Regions from separate parts of the Mus musculus genome. Here regions 1 and 2 are each linked to region 3. Evidence: chromatin contacts called from public Hi-C data. All regions are on one chromosome and are shown on one strand. The core of a region is the stretch at or near the end of the contact, and the rest is flanking DNA. Distances in the headings are between cores, read along the strand shown.

Evidence for each region. Hi-C and Micro-C count contacts between places; a contact is called where the count stands out from the background.
Region 1: a Hi-C map of B cells shows a contact between it and region 3, with 5 read pairs. The contact joins the enhancer-like site here to the promoter of 1700104B16Rik in region 3. A contact is called at or near these places in 2 of 39 promoter capture datasets (the C10 cell line and pre-B cells) and 2 of 484 Hi-C or Micro-C datasets (B cells and CD4 T cells).
Region 2: a Hi-C map of CD8 T cells shows a contact between it and region 3, with 4 times the contacts expected there. The contact joins the promoter of Lonrf1 here to the promoter of 1700104B16Rik in region 3. A contact is called at or near these places in 3 of 39 promoter capture datasets (the HPC-7 cell line, liver and pre-B cells) and 2 of 484 Hi-C or Micro-C datasets (CD8 T cells and pre-B cells).

What each region holds. Positions count from the first base shown.
Region 1 is chr8:36,181,124-36,183,823 of GRCm38.p6, reverse strand. No RefSeq gene overlaps it. Among named protein-coding and RNA genes, the nearest start is that of Gm35520, 6.0 kb to the left of the region's middle. Within about 2 kb of position 1,408, at least 59 of the 459 cell types and tissues checked have an H3K27ac peak or open chromatin away from gene starts, as enhancers often do. A contact at or near this core is called in B cells, where this site is marked.
Region 2 is chr8:36,248,096-36,250,795 of GRCm38.p6, reverse strand. It overlaps Lonrf1 (LON peptidase N-terminal domain and ring finger 1), which reads left to right and starts at 1,437. Exons shown (of 12, transcript NM_001081150.2): 1 at 1,437-2,229. The coding sequence starts at 1,542. All of the region lies in intron 1 of Gm35712 (a long non-coding RNA gene), which reads right to left.
Region 3 is chr8:33,731,067-33,733,766 of GRCm38.p6, reverse strand. It overlaps 1700104B16Rik (a long non-coding RNA gene), which reads left to right and starts at 1,280. Exons shown (of 2, transcript XR_004691281.1): 1 at 1,280-1,978; 2 at 2,690-2,700. Gtf2e2 (general transcription factor II E, polypeptide 2 (beta subunit)) reads right to left here and starts at 1,700. Exons shown (of 8, transcript NM_026584.3): 1 at 1,638-1,700.

The DNA of each region.
Region 1 (2,700 bases), core at 159-2,658, 2.4 Mb before region 3:
CCCTCTTCCCCTTTCCTCCCTCCTCCCCATATTTCTCTCTCTCTCCCTCCCTCCCTCCCTCTCCCCCTCTTCCTCATTTCCCCCTCCCTCTTCCCCTTTCCTCCTCTCCCCCCCCCCACTTTAAACATTTTTCCTAACAATGTTACAACTCAAAAGCTATTTTCTTTTCAAAACGTTCTACCTGGACCTGGTGCCACAGAACTGTCATCACACATCTTGAGATCAAGAGGCAGGAAGGATCACAAGGTCAAGGCCTGCCTGGGCTACAGAGTGAACTCATATCAAACAAGACTGCCTCAAAATAAAAGATTAACATGGGTTTGGAGGTATAGATCGGTGGTAGAATATTTACTTGGCATGTGTAATGCCCTAGCTTCAAACTCTGGTACAAAATCATTTAAGTGACCAAGGCTGTATTTTTAATTTGCAATTTAGCTTCCAGATATTTGAAGATGAAGAAGCTCTAAATATCACCTAACATGTACAGGTCTAAATGTTCTCGTTTAACAGAAGAAATTATCTGACCAGGACTGAAGTGGCATTCCACGCTCAATATAAGATAGTTAGCTGTCTTTAACTAGAACCAAGTTCTCCAGAGGTGTCCCTGAGGCTGCAGGACCTCACTCTTGTATGGAGGTGGGGCTAAGCTAGGGAAGCATCATGGGAAGGGCAGGCTTTGTCCATCAATCAAGATGTGCAGAGCCCTGGACTCAGAGGTTCCTCTCCTACTCCAATGTGCCAGGATTCCTTCAAGTATATCGAGACTGTTAGACTGATTTTTCTCTGTTCCCCATATTTCTCAGGGACAGGGATGTCTCCATGGTTCTCTGTGTTACCATCAGTATACTCCCAACAACTCTGTCTTCACAGAATACATATCCAGTCACTGAGTCTGTGTCTCTCTCTCTCTCTCTCCCTCTCTCTCTCTCTCTCTCCCCCTCTCTCTCTCTCTCTCCCTCTCTCTGTCTTTCTCTGTAGACCTGGCTGACCTCGAACTCCCGGTGTAGATCAAGCCCACAGAGGTCAGCCTGCCTTTCACTGTAAAGGCATGCAACACCACACTGGGCTCTCACTTGGCTCTTCCTTAAATCAATCCAGCCAGCACTCATAGCCTCCCCTTCGCTGCCATCCTCCCAAACCACTGTACTTTCCCTTTAAATGGATTAGGCATAACTCCAATATCTACCACCTCTCTGTACAACACGCTACCGCCATGGTTCTGCTGGATCTTCCGCTCAGTGGCCTATGTCTTCCTTCTTACCTGGGAGGGAAGTTGGATTTAGAGGCTGATCAATCTCCAAGTAACCTGGGAACGAGACCACCCAAAGGAACCTATCAGCTAAGAGCGTCAAATTTCAACCTGTGGTTTTCAAGTCACACATACAGCAAACATTCTATTTTTGATACCCTTGTGGTTAGAACATTTCGCAGAATCTCTTCTACTTTCCCCTAGTCCCACCACAACCATGAGTAGCACAGAGAGAGCCACGCCTTGCCTTTTCTTCCAGGCAAGATCTTTCTTCGTTCAAACTAAGCTTGTCACCGAGGAGGAACAGCGCTGTGACAGGTTCTCAGGTGGGATTCTCACCATGCTCAGGTTCTAGGCATATGAAAAAGTTTGGGTCTCGCCTATGTTAGATCTGGTTGGCTATCTGTATGCACAGAGAACATGTTGGTCTGCCCAAGAAAGTCTTTATACACCTCTGGGGTGTTTTGAATGAAAATGGCACCCCGAGGCTCACAGGAAGCACCACTGTTAGGAAGTCTGGCCTTATGGGAGGAAGTGTATCACTTCGGATGGGCTTTGAGGTTTCATTTGCTCAAGTCAGACCCAGTGTCTTAGTTAGGGTTTTACTGCTGTGAACAGACAGCATGACCAAGGCAACTCTTATACAGAACAACATTCAACTGGGGCTGGCTTACAGGTTCAGAGGTTCAGTCCATCATCATCGAGGCAGGAACATGGCAGCATCCAGTCAGGCATGGTGGAGGAGATCTTCATCTGAAGGCTACTAGCAGAATACTGACTTCCAGGCAGCTAGGATGAGGGTGTTAAAGCCCACACCCACAGTGGCATACCTACTCCAACAAGGCCATACCTACTTCAACAGGGCCACACCCTCTAAGTGCCTCTCCCCAGGTCAAGCATATACAAACCATCCCAGAGCCCCCAATGAAATGTTTTCCTTTATAAAAGCTGCCACTGTCATGGTGTCTCTTCATACCCATAGAAAGCCTAACTAAGACAGCCTTTTGTGGCTTTTCTATAGGCAAGTTGCCTCAGTTTTCTGCCCATCTCCTACTTGTTCTACAAGAGTCTTCTAAGATCCATTTTGCTTCCGTCAGATCTTTGTTGCATCCAGAAGCTGTTTCCTAGTAAAAATAGGCTAACCGTGTCCAGGCTACAGAAAGAGAAAGAATGAGAAGGAAGACCAAAGCAGTCAAGTAATCCTAACAAGATGCTCTAGGTCTCACAGGACATGGGTATGGGGTCCGCTGATGACTGTTTGTGGTAGTCACTGAAGTTTCTCTCAAGGTAAGGATATTTAATATGCACCTTGTCTTGGAAAGAATCTTCCATCCAGGTATACTTCATTGACACATGTTTAAGCACTTTGAAAGCCCCGTTAAAAATCCATTAAAATTACTATTGACGTTGGTGTTCTTAATATAAGTTTGGCTGATGTCACTGGGCAGTGG
Region 2 (2,700 bases), core at 188-2,687, 2.5 Mb before region 3:
GTGCTCCCCAGATGAGAAGGAGGTGCTCCCTGCCTGGCTGCACCTTGCTTCCGGACTGTCTGGAACAGGAGCCCGGGATTTTGCTTTTGTTTTTAAGTCAACTCTTCTTTCTCTAGCCCTTTGTTCCTGTGCCCTCTTTCTTTTCTGAGGTTTGCTTATTGTGTAGCAGAAAGACGCTTTCAAACCTTTGTCACCTGTTCTGTGTAAGCAGGATCTCGTGTGTTTGCAGACCTCGTGTAAAAAAAATTGAAGAAAGATAACTGTTGATTAAACATTATATACGATATTATCACCGTGAGAAGATCTTAAAATCTCTTTGTAATACTGACTGTATGATTTCAGACAAATATATTTCCTTTCCTGTTACCAAGTATTTGAAAAAGAACCAAAAGCCTTAAATCTCTTCCTACATTTTCCACCCAGTACTCTGTAATCAAACCTATAAATATTTCCATTGAGAATATTAAACTGGATGCTGTCACATTTAAAGGAACTAGAATCCATTACATACGAGCCAAACTGTCTTCAGTCGACAAAGCTGCGGAATGCTTGCATTGTAGTGATCTGGTTTCTGCCACAGGGAAAATGTTTTTCTTCTATATTCTCATTTAAAAACCTTTAAGCAACTGTGGGTTCGTGTGTATGAAGGTTGTGGAGCCCATCTGAGGAACCTGGAGACTTTCACTCTCTAAGGTGTGCTTTGTTTATTTAATAGTTTAATGGGGGGGGTTGGTGTATTGCACTTTTTAAATTAAAATTTAAAGGTCACTCACAAAGTATCGGGCTTCTTTTGGACAGTTCATTTCTTCGTTTGAACTCTTAATAAACTTTATCACAAGTCAGCACTAACCAAAGGAAGTGGTCTCTGGACGTGGAATGTGTGTGTGTATAAAGTTGGCAGATTTCAGTTTTAAGTCTCAAAGTAATCACACCGTGCATTCACAATCCCTTTGCCTGTTCTGGCCGGCCGTAACCCAGGGCATCTAGACCCACCCAAAGTTTCCTTTCTATGGCCAGGAGGAGTCGGAGTACCTACTCAGGTGCTGCAGGTTTGGGGTCACAGCACTGCTGGTGCACATACGAACTGCACAGCGCCCAAGTTATAGGCCTGGGGATGGACCTCGGTTACAAGAGGTGTCAGCTCGAAGGCCGCCCAGGAGACTTCGGGCTTTGTTCAGTCACGAGCCAAGCCCTCCTCGTCAGAGAAGCCAATTAGATCCCCGCTGGGGATCATCTGATCTCACGTCCCTCTCCAGGAGGGGCTCAGAAAGGGCGGGACCAGCCGGCCAGCTCTGGTGAACTAGGAGGCCGGCCGCATGTCGGGAGGCCGGGCGCAGAAGCCAAGGCCCGCCCCGCTCCGCCTCGCTAAGCCTCGCCCCTCCTCTGTAGGCCCCGCCCCCAGGGGCTCCCCGGGCGCGCGCCGCCCCGCCATGTCCGCGCGCCACGCCCCCCTGCTCGCCGGCCGCGTGCGGAGCCGCGCGCCCCGGAGGTTCCCGGACCGTGGCGGCGGGCGGCGGCGGCAGAGCAGCCCTGTGCGGGCCATGTCTTCTCCGGCCGTGGCGAGGGCGTCCCCGGGCGGGAATCGGGAGGCGTCCGGCGGACCGCGGAGCCGGAACGGGCCGTGGGAAGTGGGCGGCGGCGGCGAGCGGTTGGAGCGCGCGGGCGCGGAGTCGGGGCGCTGGGAGCTTCTGCTCCGCCGCGGAGAGCTGCTGGCGCTGGGCGGCCACCTGAAGGGAGCGCTGGAGGCGTTCGCGGCTGCGCTGCGCCGCGGGGCCCCGGCCAGGCCCGAGCGCCTCGGGTCGCTAGTGGACTGCCTGGTGTTCAGCTACCGGCTCCGCCACGGGCTGCGCTGGAGCGCGGCACCCGCGGCGGGCGCGGCCGGGCTGCTCAGCTGCCTGAGCTGCCGGGGCTTCCTAAGCGAGCCGGTGACCGTGCCGTGCGGCCACAGCTACTGCCGCCGTTGCCTACGGAGGGAGCTGCGCGCCCGCTGCCGCCTGTGCCGGGACCGCCTGCCACCCGCCGCCGCCGCCTCGGAGGGGACCCCGCGGCCGCCGCCCCTGGCCGCCGCCATCGCCGACTTCCGAACCAGCGTCGTGCTCAACCACCTGGCGGAGAAGTGGTTCCCGGGCCAGCGCGAGCGCGCGCGGGCGGCCGGCCGCCTCGGGGAACTGCTGCACGAAGGGCGCTACCGGGAGGCCCTGGCCGCCGCCTGCGACGCCCTGCGAGCAGGTGATGCGGGGCTGCGGTGTGGGGCCGGGCGAGCGGGGATCACGAGTGTGGGAGGGGGCGGCGCCCCGGGGTGCTTCGGTCACGGTGGGGATCGCCTGGGAGCTGCAAGTGACGCGGCGCGGGGAGGGGCGCGGATGCGAGGTTCCCTCGTGCGCGCGCCCAGCGGGGACCTGGGGCCGCGGAGCTTGGGCGCGGGGTGGGTGGGGGCCGCAGGCTTCCCTCAGTACTCTGGCCGGGAGCCCCAGCCGGGGTGGGGGCGAGCATCCCCGGGCTTGGCGGGAGCTCGGGGGATACCGTGTCTACCTTGGTCGTGCACTAAAGTCACCGGGGCAATTAGAAGCCGCGGGAGGGCAGAATTGCATAAGCTGGGTGGGGGGGCGTTGTGTAACGGGTGACGTTCAGTGGGCGTGGCGGGAGCCCGGCGCGGGCACCGGCATCGGGAGGCCCAGCGACGGCCCAACTCCGAGTTGG
Region 3 (2,700 bases), core at 31-2,530:
AGCCTAGCAAAACAGCGTTAACCTCAAGTTCAGTTTTTACTAAGTATTGCTTCCACGTACATCTTCAGGAAAGCCGGAGCATCCTAACTGGTTCCACACACACTGAGTTCCTTGATTAAATAACAGGGAGATGGAGACTGGAGATATAGCTTGCTGGAGGCAAGTGGCAGTGTGACAGGTTCAATCTTGATCCAAAGGGATTTAAAAAAAAAAAAAAGCACTCATATGGAAAACTCACTGTGAACTTTATGTAAGAAGAGTCGAAGAGTCCCTGGTCTAAGAGTAAAACATCTGCTCCTCCCAGTTTCAATTCCTAACATTTGAGCAAATAATCTACAGAACTGCTCTAAATGTAGTTTCCTCCTAGGTCTGGGGAATGGGGCACTATCAGTGTTGTACATACTTGGCTCAACTCTAAAAGTGAGGAAGTATTTATGAAAGATTTTTTTTCAAGAGTAATTGTTATTTTGGTTGTATTAGGTAAGAAATTAACATTAACTTAATATGCAAGTGAGAGAGGTATGAGTAGGGAAAGCATGAAAATAAGAAAAAATTCACAACGTGAGAAGACTGAGGAAACAGGCAGTTTGCAACTCCTAAAACAGGAACATTTTACTTCATAAGGTCAGATGACTAATCTGGACGTCAAATAAAGACTTTAGGACAGATCAAACCTGTACAACTTAGAAAAACCTAACTACATAATGCCCACAAGTCTGAAAGACTAAGCATTAGTGCTATGGCTAATTTTAACACATAAAACCTGAATAGAAGTGGCACAACTAAGTAAGAAGTCATGTGTCCCAGCCCTGGAACCCTAGCAAAGCTTTCTGAAATAAGAGAGACCTCTCTATATGATGATACCAACAAAGGCACCCAGAGCAAGCGGTTTACTCTCCGGAGTTCCAACTAACTTTTCCTCCTTTTGCAACCAACATCTGTACTGCAGTGCACATCTTAGGGCTAACCTGGGTGGTAAAGAAACTATATCCACGTCTACTTTACATTAATCTGGTCAATCAAAAGCCCCGAACAGGATGTTACGACCGAGAGCTGGTACGTTTCACGGTGGATAGCTACCGGAAAACTAACATTTCAAATCTTCAGGCTCCACTGTCCAGTTCTTTCCTACCCCAGAATCTGCAATCTTCCAGCAGCCTGTCTGTCTACTCTGTCTCTCGCTTCACGGCTCGCCCCCGAGTACCGGAGCACATCAGGAAAACGGAGCGCAGAGTTCGATCGGGAAAATACCTCTCGACTCCTCCGAAAACTCACAACCTCAAAAAGTTTAAAGCAGCATTAGAAAAGCCAGTCGGGAGGGGACGCCATGGTGGTCCCCCCAACTCCACACAGGGATGAGCTCGGCTGCTGTGGTTGTGGCCAAGAAGCGGTCGGCACCATCCGCTCGCCCACCCGGAATCCTTCCCGCTTTCCAACCCGAAAGTTTGCTGTATGGACGTCCGGCCTAAAAGACAATGCTGGCTGGGGCGAGCCCCTCCTCTCGGGGGCTCGGCTTTGGAGAACGGCTCGGCGGCGTGGCGTCCACGCGCGCGTCCCCTCGGAAGACGCGTCCCGCTTCGGGGCAGCCGAGTCCCACGCGGGACTCGTCCCCCTTCGCCCGCCGCCGCAGTCCCTACCTCAGCGCCCGCAGCCCGCGCCGCCTCCCAGCCTCCGCCTCGGCCGCACGCACGCACGCACTCACGCACGCACACACCCGCCCACCGCGGGCCCGCTTCCCGCCCCCCGCCGCCGTCGCGGCGCGCACGCCCAACACGGACCTGCCAAGGGGGTCGAACCCGAGGCGGCCGTGGTGGTGGCGTTGGCGACACAGCCCCGGCCCCGCCCTCCACTTCCTGGTGCGGCGGCTAGGACGCTCGCTCCCAGCAACCACCGCGACGCCGCTCCGAAAAGGCGCCTGCGTCACGGCGTGCTCCGCCCCGAGTTTCCATGACGACCGGAGCGCGCTCAAAGGCTGCCGGTAGCCACGTTTACTCTACCAGCTCTGCTCTAGGGAAGAACGGAAAGCCGCTTTTCTTGGCACAAAGTCGGAGCAGCTCCTTCAGCCGGCTCTGGAGTCTAACCCAACCGGCAACATTACCAATAAATCTGTCATATTTTTTGGAGGGTGGGTGGTTTTGGTTATTTGAGACAAGGTCTTCCTGTGTTGCCCTGATTGGCCTGGAACTTGAATTAAAGTTGCAGAGATCGTTCTGCCTCGGCCTACCAAGTGCTGCTCCATGCCAAGCTTTTTTATTTTATTTCAAATACCACTCACCAGAACCACCTTTAACAAGTGGCGGGGGGCTTGGGGGTGGGAGGGACAGTCTAGCAAAGGCAAACTCAACATAGAATTCAACTTCTGGACTTCAACCTCAAAACTTACAGCTCAGCTTCTGCGCTTCGAACACCGGCTCTTTTCATACCTGTGACCTGTCTTTGATTTTTTGGGGGACAATATAAGATGTGGGTGCGATATTTGGCAACAACAACAAATAATAATAATTGGCCCATCCTGCACCCTACAACTATCCTTGTTTGTACAGCCTAATCCAGTATTTAAATATCCCATAGCTGTAGTTTATTAGTACTAATTACTTTGGGTCTTAGTTTTGTATGTCCCGCCCCCCCCCCAACATAGGATACTAGTGATGATGCAGAAACTAACTTTGTATAACTAAATTTTTGTCAGGTCCAAAGGAG